Linked DNA regions of Triticum aestivum: region 1 is linked to region 2. Evidence: chromatin contacts called from public Hi-C data. All regions are on one chromosome and are shown on one strand. Each heading gives the region's core, a stretch centred on a gene start, on an enhancer-like site or on the middle of the called end of the contact. The rest is flanking DNA. Distances are from core to core; before and after follow the strand shown.

What was found. Hi-C and Micro-C count contacts between places; a contact is called where the count stands out from the background.
Region 1: a contact with region 2 is called in a Hi-C map of leaf, with 7 times the contacts expected there. The contact joins the promoter of LOC123137826 here to the promoter of LOC123137825 in region 2. A contact is called at or near these places in 3 of 5 Hi-C or Micro-C datasets (all in leaf).

What each region holds. Positions count from the first base shown.
Region 1 is chr6B:531,367,387-531,372,451 of IWGSC CS RefSeq v2.1, reverse strand. It overlaps LOC123137826 (acetylornithine deacetylase), which reads right to left and starts at 2,497. Exons shown (of 10, transcript XM_044557669.1): 1 at 2,027-2,497; 2 at 1,322-1,575; 3 at 1,110-1,218; 4 at 337-475; 5 at 171-228. The coding sequence starts at 2,362.
Region 2 is chr6B:531,213,806-531,219,508 of IWGSC CS RefSeq v2.1, reverse strand. LOC123137825 (probable protein phosphatase 2C 26) reads right to left here and starts at 1,574. Exons shown (of 4, transcript XM_044557668.1): 1 at 1-1,574. The coding sequence starts at 1,130.

The DNA of each region.
Region 1 (5,065 bases), core at 1,248-3,747, 150 kb before region 2:
ATTTCAGTACGTGTTACAAATAACATTCAATTTCAGTTGTGCCTCCAGCACTAGTAAGTACATATCAAAATAGACCATAAAGAAGTACATATCAAACTAAAACTTAGTTGAATCATTTCATCTCAAGTGCAATTAAAGAGAATCCAAAAACCTAAGGGCAAGAATTGAACCTTATATCCCCTGAAATTGTACACTCTCCAGGAATTTGGTTCAGACCCCCACCAGGATCTGCAAAGCATCACATGTTTGGAGCACATCCAATGATTTTTCTTTTCCACATATTATAAATACACTGTCTCTAAAACATATTTAAAATAAAGGTACAAGGGAACTTACAACTCCACTTGGTTGGCTTCATTGTAGATGGAGTAGCAAATTTGTAGAGCTTCTCTTTTTCATGTGCAGGGAAGTCATTGTAAAACCGAGTTTGAATTTCTTTAAGTGCATCCATATTTAACTCCATCGAATTTATGGCCTTTGGCAATAACAAAAAACAGATACAGGGTCTTCAGAATTCAAAAGCACTATTGTACTTTGTCTCCGACAGCAAGAAATGGTGAAAATACTATATTTGGATTCCTTTGTCGTGTGAACTACTTGAATAGCTCTTTCCATAACATTACAAAAGACATGTCAAATAAACATGTGCAGAAAACAATCGTATAACAGCAGAGTTGATTACTCAATAAGATCTACCAGTCATGTATCAACGATCACTTGCTTTATACTTGTGCGTTACTTTGTTTTGGTCCCATTATTCATAGCTACGTTGGTATGTTGGTACCAATCGCAACTAACTTATTCTAGCAACGATATATGATTTAACAGATCACATCTATAGAATATTTGCTACTCCCTCTGCTTCACTATAATTATCCCCGGTGTAAAAAGAGTGTCTAAAAATATCTCCACTGAAGGAATCAAGAGGTAATGCAATATTTTCACCCTATTACTTTAAATAGGTTAAGAAGGTTATATGGTTGTATAATGCCATTTATTATTTGGTCATTTTTCATCAACCCTCTTAAGATTTTGTGTCCATACAGCTACATAGAGTAAAAAGGAGGGAGTGGTAACTGAACATTGTTCTAATGAGTCCAAATGAGTACCTTATGTGCGAGGCCACTGTGAAACAGCTTCCCTGTTGCCTTCAGATGCCAAGGGATCATCCCACCGGTACCAATGCATGGCTGCTTATCCGCAGTATCTATCCAAAACCTTCACAATGCCACACATATAACCAACTAAATCAGCAAAAATTCCTCAAATACGACGCATTACTTGGCCATTCCATCGAGGCAACAGAGAGTTCAATACTCACAAGGGTCCAGTCTTGAGCTTATCCAGCAAACCATCCTTGACAAGTCCATCAACACCAATGCCAGTGACCGATGAATTCTCTTCATTGGCAATGAACACCGCAATGACAGAATGCTTCAATGGTGGTTTCACCTCACCAAGCCGCCGCATGAGCTGAGTCACAAGCGCCACATGACCAAGGCAGTCGGTCGTCCCACGGCCCCTAAGCTTTTCCTTGTCATTACCTTCGAAGGTTAGTGAGAAGGGATCAAAGTCCTGCAGGAGTAGAAGATCCCAGTCCACTGATTAATGATTGTAACCAACAAGAGTAACAGAAATTTGAGGAGCTCACCAAGAGTAAATTTTGAGGTACAACTTGTTAGTAATCACTAATAGTCAATTTATGATGCGACAGAAATAAAATGAGCGAAATCAAACAGCACCAGTGATGAAAGGTAAACTTTAACAGTAGATACAGCAATTAAGCCACTGAAGTACTAACTTGAATCACAACACTCCACAAGCCAGCACTGCACCGAAACATGCATCTATTCCAACTTCCAAGGTAGAACAATCCAGAAGCCACTAACAGATCAGGGATGGGTGCAGCTTGGGCGACAAGCTAGAAAGACCCCCAAATCAAGCAAACCCTCGAATCCTTCGTCCAGGAACCCTAAGCACCGAAATCAGCACTCACGCATCAAAACGAAATCTGCTAGGAACTCACCCATTCGCTAGGGTTGGCCGGAACGACGTCCATGTGCATGCCGACGAAGGAGACGACGCGGCCGGGGACGGTGCCGGGGTACTCGACGATGACGTTGCTCCGGCCGTCTGTGTAGCTCACCTTCCGCACGACGAGCGGGCCGCCACCGGTGTCCGTCGACACCGGGCGAAGCGCGTCGACGACGTGCTGCGCCACGAGGTCCTCCTGCGGGACGAGGGCCGGCGGGTCGTTCTGCAGGCGCTGGGACTCGCCGATGAGCTTGGAGAGGAGGGCGACGAAGGGGTCGCGGTCCAGGACTCCGACGGCGTCCTTGAGCGGCGGCGCCGGAGATGCCATCTTAGACGCGGCGGCGGATTGGGTCAACAGCGAAGGCAGTCCAGTCGAGGTCGAGGAACTCTCTGTGTTTGAGCAACTCTGGATGTACGTACGATGTGCGCATATGATGTGTCCGTGTCGACGACGGCACGGAGATGCGTGCCGTAGCCGCTGCGGTTCTTCAGTTTCTTTCTTTCTTTCTTTTTTGCGGGGCGGTTCTTCAGTTTCTCTTCTCTTTTTTCCCCCTCTTTTTTTTAAAAAAAATTCTTCTCTTCTCTTTTCATTCAACACTCCTCATTTTCATGTAGAAAACACCTTATCATTTTATAAAGAGTACAGTGCATTTTCGTCCCTCAACTAATCCTTTTTTAGGAGCATCCCTTAGCTAATAGTAAAGTGTGGCTTTCATCCTCAATTTTTCTTTGGCGTAACCTTCGTCCCTCAACTCTATTAGGTATGTGTGAACCAATTTGTGGTTGGATGGTTAGAGAGACTGTGGTATCCCCAGCCCATCATAGTTCTGGTGCTCGCATTATTCCTGAATTAATTTCAGGATTCCGACGATGCGTTTTCAGTGGGAGGAGACGTTCCCGTCGACGACGAGGCTTCTATGGTGACTTCGTAAATCTCAAGATGATATGTCGTCGGTCTCTCGGAGATGCTCATAGGGGTAGGGGGTGTGTGTATGTGTTCATACGGGTGAGTGCATGCGTGTATGCATAACCGCTTGCGTCTGTACTGTGTAAAAAAAACTCTGCTGGGTATGTTTAGTCCCTTATAGTGGTATTCCTCGGTCGAACCTGTTTTGACTTATGTGTCATTGTTTTGACCACATCTTGGTGCAACTTTTCTCCCTCGACTCCTAATATCATGAAGAATTAGTCCCTAACATGAGTATTCCTTGCTCAAATCCGGTTTTGACTTTTTATGGCACGGTTTTGATCACATCATCATTGTAAGGGGAATGCCCCAAGGGTTTGGGATTGGACCACGACGAATTGTGCTCCTTTCTCTCCCCCGTGTCTTTATATCAGATCTGCCACCTATTGTCCTATCCTACCCCAACTATCATGTTGACCATCTAAAGCGGGAGGAGCTTCTCCCATCACCGGCCTCCTAGAGTAGCATCGCAGCCTTTCTCTCTGCATCACACAATGGATATTTAAAGCGGAGCAGCGTCAACAGTTCGGTGACACATGAGAGAGAGAGAGAGAGAGTTCTCTCAATGACATGCGACTCTATGCCACCTTACAGTGACGATGTGGCCAAAACCATATCACATAAGGTCAAAACCGTGTTAGACCGTTGAATACCGCTGCAAGGGACTAACTATACCTGGTATTAAGAATTGAGGGACAACAGTTGTACCCAAAAAAAGTTTAGGGACGAAAGCTACACTTGGCGATAAGTTGGGGGGACGAAAAATGCACTTATCTCTTTTATAAAAGGAGAAATGACATATATTAGAAGTTAACCAACGCTTGTAGGATCATCTTTAAAGAATAAAAAAATACTCACAAGATCGTTGGAAAAATCAACATGTCTTCTTCCTACACTCTCGTTGGCGGGGCGTTGTGAGCCAAGCTCGATGTCACCTCCGGACCTCCAAAACACCATCAAAGTTAGGAAAAAGTTGTTGACGCAACATCCAAATGAGAAGACACATGCAACAATGACCCAAGAAATAGACCACTGCCACGAAGAAGAACATGAGAAGAGGGGGACATGTGGCCTCGCTGGCAAGGATGGTGGGACAGTCTCATATTTGGAATAGAGTTGTGTTATCCTCCCCCCTCCCTCCCTCTCTCTCTCCAAGTAGGGTTATCATATAGAAGGACATGTGCAAATGAACTTGTTCCCGCGTTTTTTATGTTCAATCAATGTATGTGAAAATGCGCTTTGGTTGTTTCAAAAACATATATTATAACTCAAAAAAATCTAGAAGTTTGTGTATGCGTATGTATAGATGTGTTGTATGTGTGTACGGATTTTCATCAACATGCATATTTATGTGCAACATATACAAAAAGGACAAATAGATGAACCAAAATGGGCTTGTATATTGTTGTTTTTGGTCCGGGTTTTTTCCTTGTGTGTAGCGCATAATCTATCATATTATTTAAGGAAATTTGAAGGTACATAGGGAACATCCATTTGCATTCGCATAAAACATTTAAATACCACATTCTTCTTTTTAAATAGTGGGCTCCCCACACTCCAATGTGTACTGATTTAAAAGCTAGAAAGATTGCCTGTCCTATTAAACATATTTGGTTTGTGAAGTCTCCTCTTAAAGTGAAAGTACTTTTACAACTTACATTTTAGAAAAGTATACTACTCCCTCCGTGTTTAAAAACATGCAATATAAATGTATACTTTTTGTTTGAAGTCAAATGTTGAAAAGGTTGACTGGATTTGTAGGGAAAACTAAACTTTCAAAAACTACAATACTAAAATGAATTTGTGACACTGCTTAGTTTTGTGTTAGGAACATAAAATAAAATTCACTTTTGTATTTGATTTATTTAAATAATAATAGTTATTAAAGTTACAAGTGTTCACACTTGTTCTTGCGTATTACAAAAGAGTAAAAGTTGTGTGCACGTTTTCAATATGTGCTATTTCACTATTGTGTGTGTGAACTTTTTGTTTGTTCCTTTCTTATTATTTTGCGTGGTCACATTGGTTTTGTTTTGTCTTTCTTCTTTCAAGTAATACCAATGC
Region 2 (5,703 bases), core at 325-2,824:
ACAATGGCGCGGCTGTCCCCAAGATTCATTACATACACGTCGTCATCCCTCACCAATGCCACAAGCAGGCATGCCCCGGTCACCGCCAACTCCGGGTGGGATCCCATCGATTGGTCTGTCATGTCGAGGTATGCTGCCTCCGTCGAGGCCAGCGCCCGAGTGAGCGCACCAAGCACAGCTCCATGATCCCTCACTGCTGGAGCTGCCTCCAACTTCTTGGGACCCCACTCCCTGCTGATTTCATCATCACCCACAGCCGCTGCATGTGCCCACATGTTGAACCGCCGCTCCTTGAGCCTGGCAAGCGACATTGCAAACCGGCCGGAACCTGAAAAGTCAAGTTCATTGTCATCGTCATCCCCATCGGCGAGGAACTGCCACAGCCGCTTGCTATCCCTGTCTGCCTCTTCGTAGAATATCCCACGAAGCTCGCGTAGGAGGAAGCGGTAGAGGTTGGCAACAAGGAAGTCGGGGGCCTCAGGGCCGTTGAAGCCATCGTAAATGCCGACGAACAGCCAACGCTGGTCCTCGGAGACAACCACGTGGACGCGGTCCTCCCCTGCGCGCCCGTGCGCCCATTGCACGCCGTCGTCTCGGCGGAGTGGCACCATGAGCGCCGGCTGGTGCTTTTCTGACACGCTCCGCCGCAGGCTGCCGAATAATGGCTTCCGGAACCTGCTGGAGAGCCCTCTGGACGAGGAGGAGGTGCGCTTGGTGGGCTTGGTGGGGAGCGGGCCGGAGAAGGGCACGGCGGCGTCGAGCGGACCGGAGAGCTGGGCGCCGCGGTCGATGGGCCCGGAGAGGAACAGGGGCCCCGAGGAGAGGTTGGAGAGCTGCAGCGGCGCGGAGGAGAAGGACGAGGATGTGTGGAACGCAGAGGAGTAGTTTTGCGGCACGGAGCCCGCGCCGGCGGCGGAGGAGGAGAGGTAGAGCGGCACGGGCACGGAGGAGTTAGCGGAGAGCGCGGCGCCGGAGATGCCGTGGCGGAAGGAGGAGGAGTAGGCGGCGGCGGACGCGTAGCAGAAGGAGTGGCCGAGCGCGTCGTCCAGGCAGGGCTCCGCGTCGACGGACGCCGGCGCCGGCCGCGAGCACGCGCACGCGGTGAGCAGCCGTGACGCGCCGCTGCCCATGGCATCCGACGCTGGCCGCGGCCCGGTCAGAGGGAAGGCGAAGCAAGGACGGGGAGGGAGCAGAGTAGACCTTATTTACCAGCACATCGCACCGGGCGATACGGAGGGCGGCGACGGACGTGGAGCTGTGACCGCGGGATCTCGCCGGGGCGGTGGCGGGATCTCGCCGAGGCGGGATCCAGAGAGGGCGCGGAGGAGGCGCAGGATCCGGCCGGAGCGGGGAGAGATTGGGGGCGAGGGAGGCGAGATTGGGGGCGGCCGGGCCGGAGGGAGGGGGGGTGGGGGATTGGGGCAGAGCGTTGAGAAGAGAGAGAGGGAGGGAGTTTTCTATGTTCACTCCTGTCAGTGATGTGCACACTAACAAAGGAGGGGAGTAGAGTAGAGGGGGGAGGAGGAGACTTAGCGCTGGCGTAAGTGCGAAAAACGCAAATTTGACATCCGAATTTGGCAGCGACTGACCGTGCGGCACGAGCGAGGGAGGACCCGTTCGCCCGCTCCGGTGCTCCACCGGGGGCCGGGCCGGAAAAAACCTCACCGGACCTGTCAGGTGGTGCCGGTATGGCGGAGTGGGAGGGATTTGTCCGCACCTGGCACGCACGCCGTGGAGCAGGGCAGGACGAGCGGCGCGGCGGCAGGGCGGAGGGAGCGAGACCCGTGACGTACGTGGAGTGGGGTGGTGGGTGGGGTGGGAGAGCGGGACGGGGGTCAACGCTGCGCCCTGGGAATCGCCTACCCCGGTCGGGGTTAATTACGGCGGACGGGACTCCGCTGCGCCGAGGAGAGCAGGGCGCGTGGATCCGCGCGGCGCAAATTGGATGGCTTTGGCGGGGCCGGCTTTGAACTCGGACTACTGCTGGACGGTGGGCTCCTCTGCTCTCCCCGGTGGAGCGGGCGTTTCGAAAGTGCAGCGACGCGAGGGCAAAGGCGACGGGGAGGGGAGGTGAGAAGATTACAGTTTACAACGGGAACGAGGAAGCATCCCATGTGAATCGCCCGACGTTTTCCGAGAGTATGTAGCTTTATTTCTTGGGTCGCGCTAACTGCCACACGTGTGGCAGGAAGGGAGACGCACCACACGACTCTAATGTAAACAGATTGCACACGTCATCGCATGCATGCATGCAGAATTTTTTTTGGATTTTCAGTTTTTAAAATGTTTTATCTCTTAAACGAAAAATCCGATTGAAAATCCGTTTTCACCATTAAATCCCTCACGATGAGATCTTCGAAACTAGATCCCATGTTGATATGTTTTGATGAATTTTTTTTTGGATTAAAAGTTGTCATGTCTATTGCATATGAATTGCCATGATGTTTACACTGAAGTTGTCATGATATGTTTCAGCTATTTTCTTCTACATTTAAAAGTAAATTTTTAACATTTATAAAACGGGGAATTAAGAAACTAGACTTGCCATGAACCATAAACTAAAATTGCCATGATACATGCACGTAAAATTGCCATGGTTCATACAAAAAATAATTTTCATGGTCAAAGTACTGGAGTTGCCATCATCAAAATACTAAAATTGCCATGATCTACAAACTAAAATTGCCACATGGCAACTTTAGTTTAAGCCCTATGGCAACTGCAGTGTAAACATCGTGGCAACTTCTGGCAAAAAAAAAATTCGTCGAAACATATCAACATGGGGTCTAGTTTTGAAGATCTCGTCGAGACGGATTTAATGGTGAAAACAAATTTTTAGTTCGCTTTTTTATTTAGGAGATACAACATTTTTAAGCCGAAAACCAAAAAAAAAACTGCTGATGTCATCTATTCATACGTGGCAAAATGAGTGGTGATGGAGGTATGTGGGCGATGTGCAAACGCCCACACGTGTGGGCGTTAACATTTCCGTATTCCTTTTGTGACAGTGTAAACTACTCCAGTGTCAACATGTGAAGATTTATCGTATGCCTTCACGTGCTTTTTACCAAGTCAAATTCAACGATATTCTGTTGGATAAATATAAGAGCGTTTAGATCATTGGATATTTCTAGGTAAGTCTGCAATTGCGTATAGCTTACCCAGTTTCTCAAACGTTCGTGGATGCGTTAGGCGTGTCTGCAAACCGATCACATTTCAAATGTCTTCTTCCATAACCATCTCACTCAGACCGTCCGCTTTTGACCGGGTGACGAGGCGGGCGGATGAGGCACAGGATAAGGATCCGTTGGAGCGACACGGTGGGGGCACATAAGAACTTTTGACAAGTGAAGAAGATCAAAATTTGAACCAGGACAAGGAGGCGCAGCAACCTAGGAGGATCCCGGCATCAGTCATCACGGTGCCATCCCCGCCTCGCACCAACGATGCGGGCCAGCTGTCACTGGTTCTCGCACCAGGTGGGGCCAGCAGCCTTCCATGACTAGTCAGGAGGAGCCTGGGCCCACCACGGTGGGAACGCCGAGGCAGGAGGCCCCGGGAGTGGGGCAGACCCCATTGGAGCACGATGCCGGACGGATGGGAGTGGATAATGATGGGACTGTACCGATCATTGGGCAAGAGGAGATGCCCTCCCAATGCGATACAGCTGTCCCCATGAGGGCACAGTTAGACCAGGTGGTGGGACCGACTGAGGGGACACTGATTGTGTCGAGTGGAGGAGGCCAGTTGGATGTGAGCCACGCCATGCAAGCGCATGGGGACAGCGACATGACACCTGGGCTCGCTGAGATTGGCTTGCATGCTTCGATTATGGAGCCAACCATGCAAACTAAGCGCGCTACGTAGGGAAGAAGGCACAGATGGGATGACAGCCCAGGAAGTGGTGGCCTTCGGCAGGATGAAGGCATTATGTTCCAGTATTATTAAGAGACTTGCACCACCATTGATCAAGGAGGTCCAGGCAACCAGCCTTCGCCCGGAGGCAGGCCCATTCACGCATAGGAGGACCATGTGGGCTGCCAGGCGCACGACTCTGAGCACGACAAAGGCGTCCCCGGCGGAAACAGTGCTGATGAGGGCTTTGGGGATTGCACCGAAGGATCTGCATGTGGACGATGATACGGTGCATGAGCTCAGAGGGCTATTCGATTCACCACTGCGGGGGCAGCATGTTAGGGTAATTGCGGCGATCTTCGGAAAGAGCATGCCAAGCAGGCAGGACATGGAGAGGGCTCACGACACAGTGGTGCTTACCCACTAATCGTGCCCAGGGAGGCGATGTGGTGTTGGAGTCCTTTGTTCCTCAATGGATTGCAACCCGGAGGTGCTTTGCTGGAACATGCGGGGGCTGAATAATCCTGCAAAAAGAAAGGTTGTAAGGGAGTTCGTGGCGACAATTAGAGTTAATTTGGTGTGTCTACAAGAGACCAAACTGCATGTAATTGATCAATTTGATGTAATGCAATGCGTGGGACCATCTTTTGATGGTTTCGCCTATCTGCCGGTGTCGGAGACTAGAGGTGGCATTCTGTTAGCGTGGGACACCTCAGTTCTAACAGTGGATAATGTGGTGCTCGACACACACTGCATAACTGGTAGGGTGAACACCAAGGAAGGCAACAACTGGTGGATCACTGGGGTTTACGGGCCACAAGGGGATGAGGAGAAGATCGCATTCCTGAATGAGCTTAGGGCAAGAAGGGCGGCGTGCCCTGGACAATGGGTTGCCATGGGCGACTTTAACATGATCTTGCGTGCGAATGAGAAGAATAACATGAACCTAAACAGGACCACCATGAATAACTTCAGGAGCTTCGTGGATGACAACGAGTTGAAGGAAATTTATATGCACGGTCGGAAATACATTTGGTCCAATGAGAGGGATAGTCCAACAATGACTAAGATTGATCGCGTACTTGTATCGGTGGATTGGGAGTTGACGTATCCGGACTGCCTACTCCAGGCTCTCTCTACGGGTGTATCAGATCACGCACCCCTGCATATATCCACCAGTGCTATGTGCAGCCCCAAGAGAAGGTTCATATTTGAGATCTTTTGGACCAAATTGGACGGTTTCGAGCAAGCAATTGCGGACGCCTAGAGGTGTGACCAAGATATCGTGGATCTGTTCAAACGACTCGATGCCCTATTTAGGAACGCAGGAGCTGCATTACAATCCTGGGGGCAGAGGAAGGTTGGGAATGTCAAGCTTCTCATGGCGGTCGCGCACTGGATTATCCTTCGACTTGATCAGGCTCAAGAAGGGAGGCAGCTAACTGCAGTGGAGCTTTGGTTACGACGGACATTGAAGATGATCCTATTGGGGCTTGCATCCCTCGAGAGAACAATCCAGCGCCAGTGCTCCCGGATTAGATGGTTGCGGGCAGGGGATGCTAATTCCAAGCTGTTTCAGGCGGTGGCGAGTGAGCGAAGAACCAAGAACTTCATCCCACACGTGAAGATCAACAGTGAAATCATCACGGACCAAGAACGTAAGCAGGAAGCTTTCACTGAGGCTTACGAGCATTTGATTGGGACTGCCCAGGCGAGGGAGTGCACTCTGAACCTTGAGTATCTGGGAATGGAACCTCTAGACCTTCATGATCTGGAGGGCATGTCTATCGAGGAGGAGGTTTGGGACGTTGTTAAGGATCTGCCATCGGATCGTGCTCCGGGGCCCGA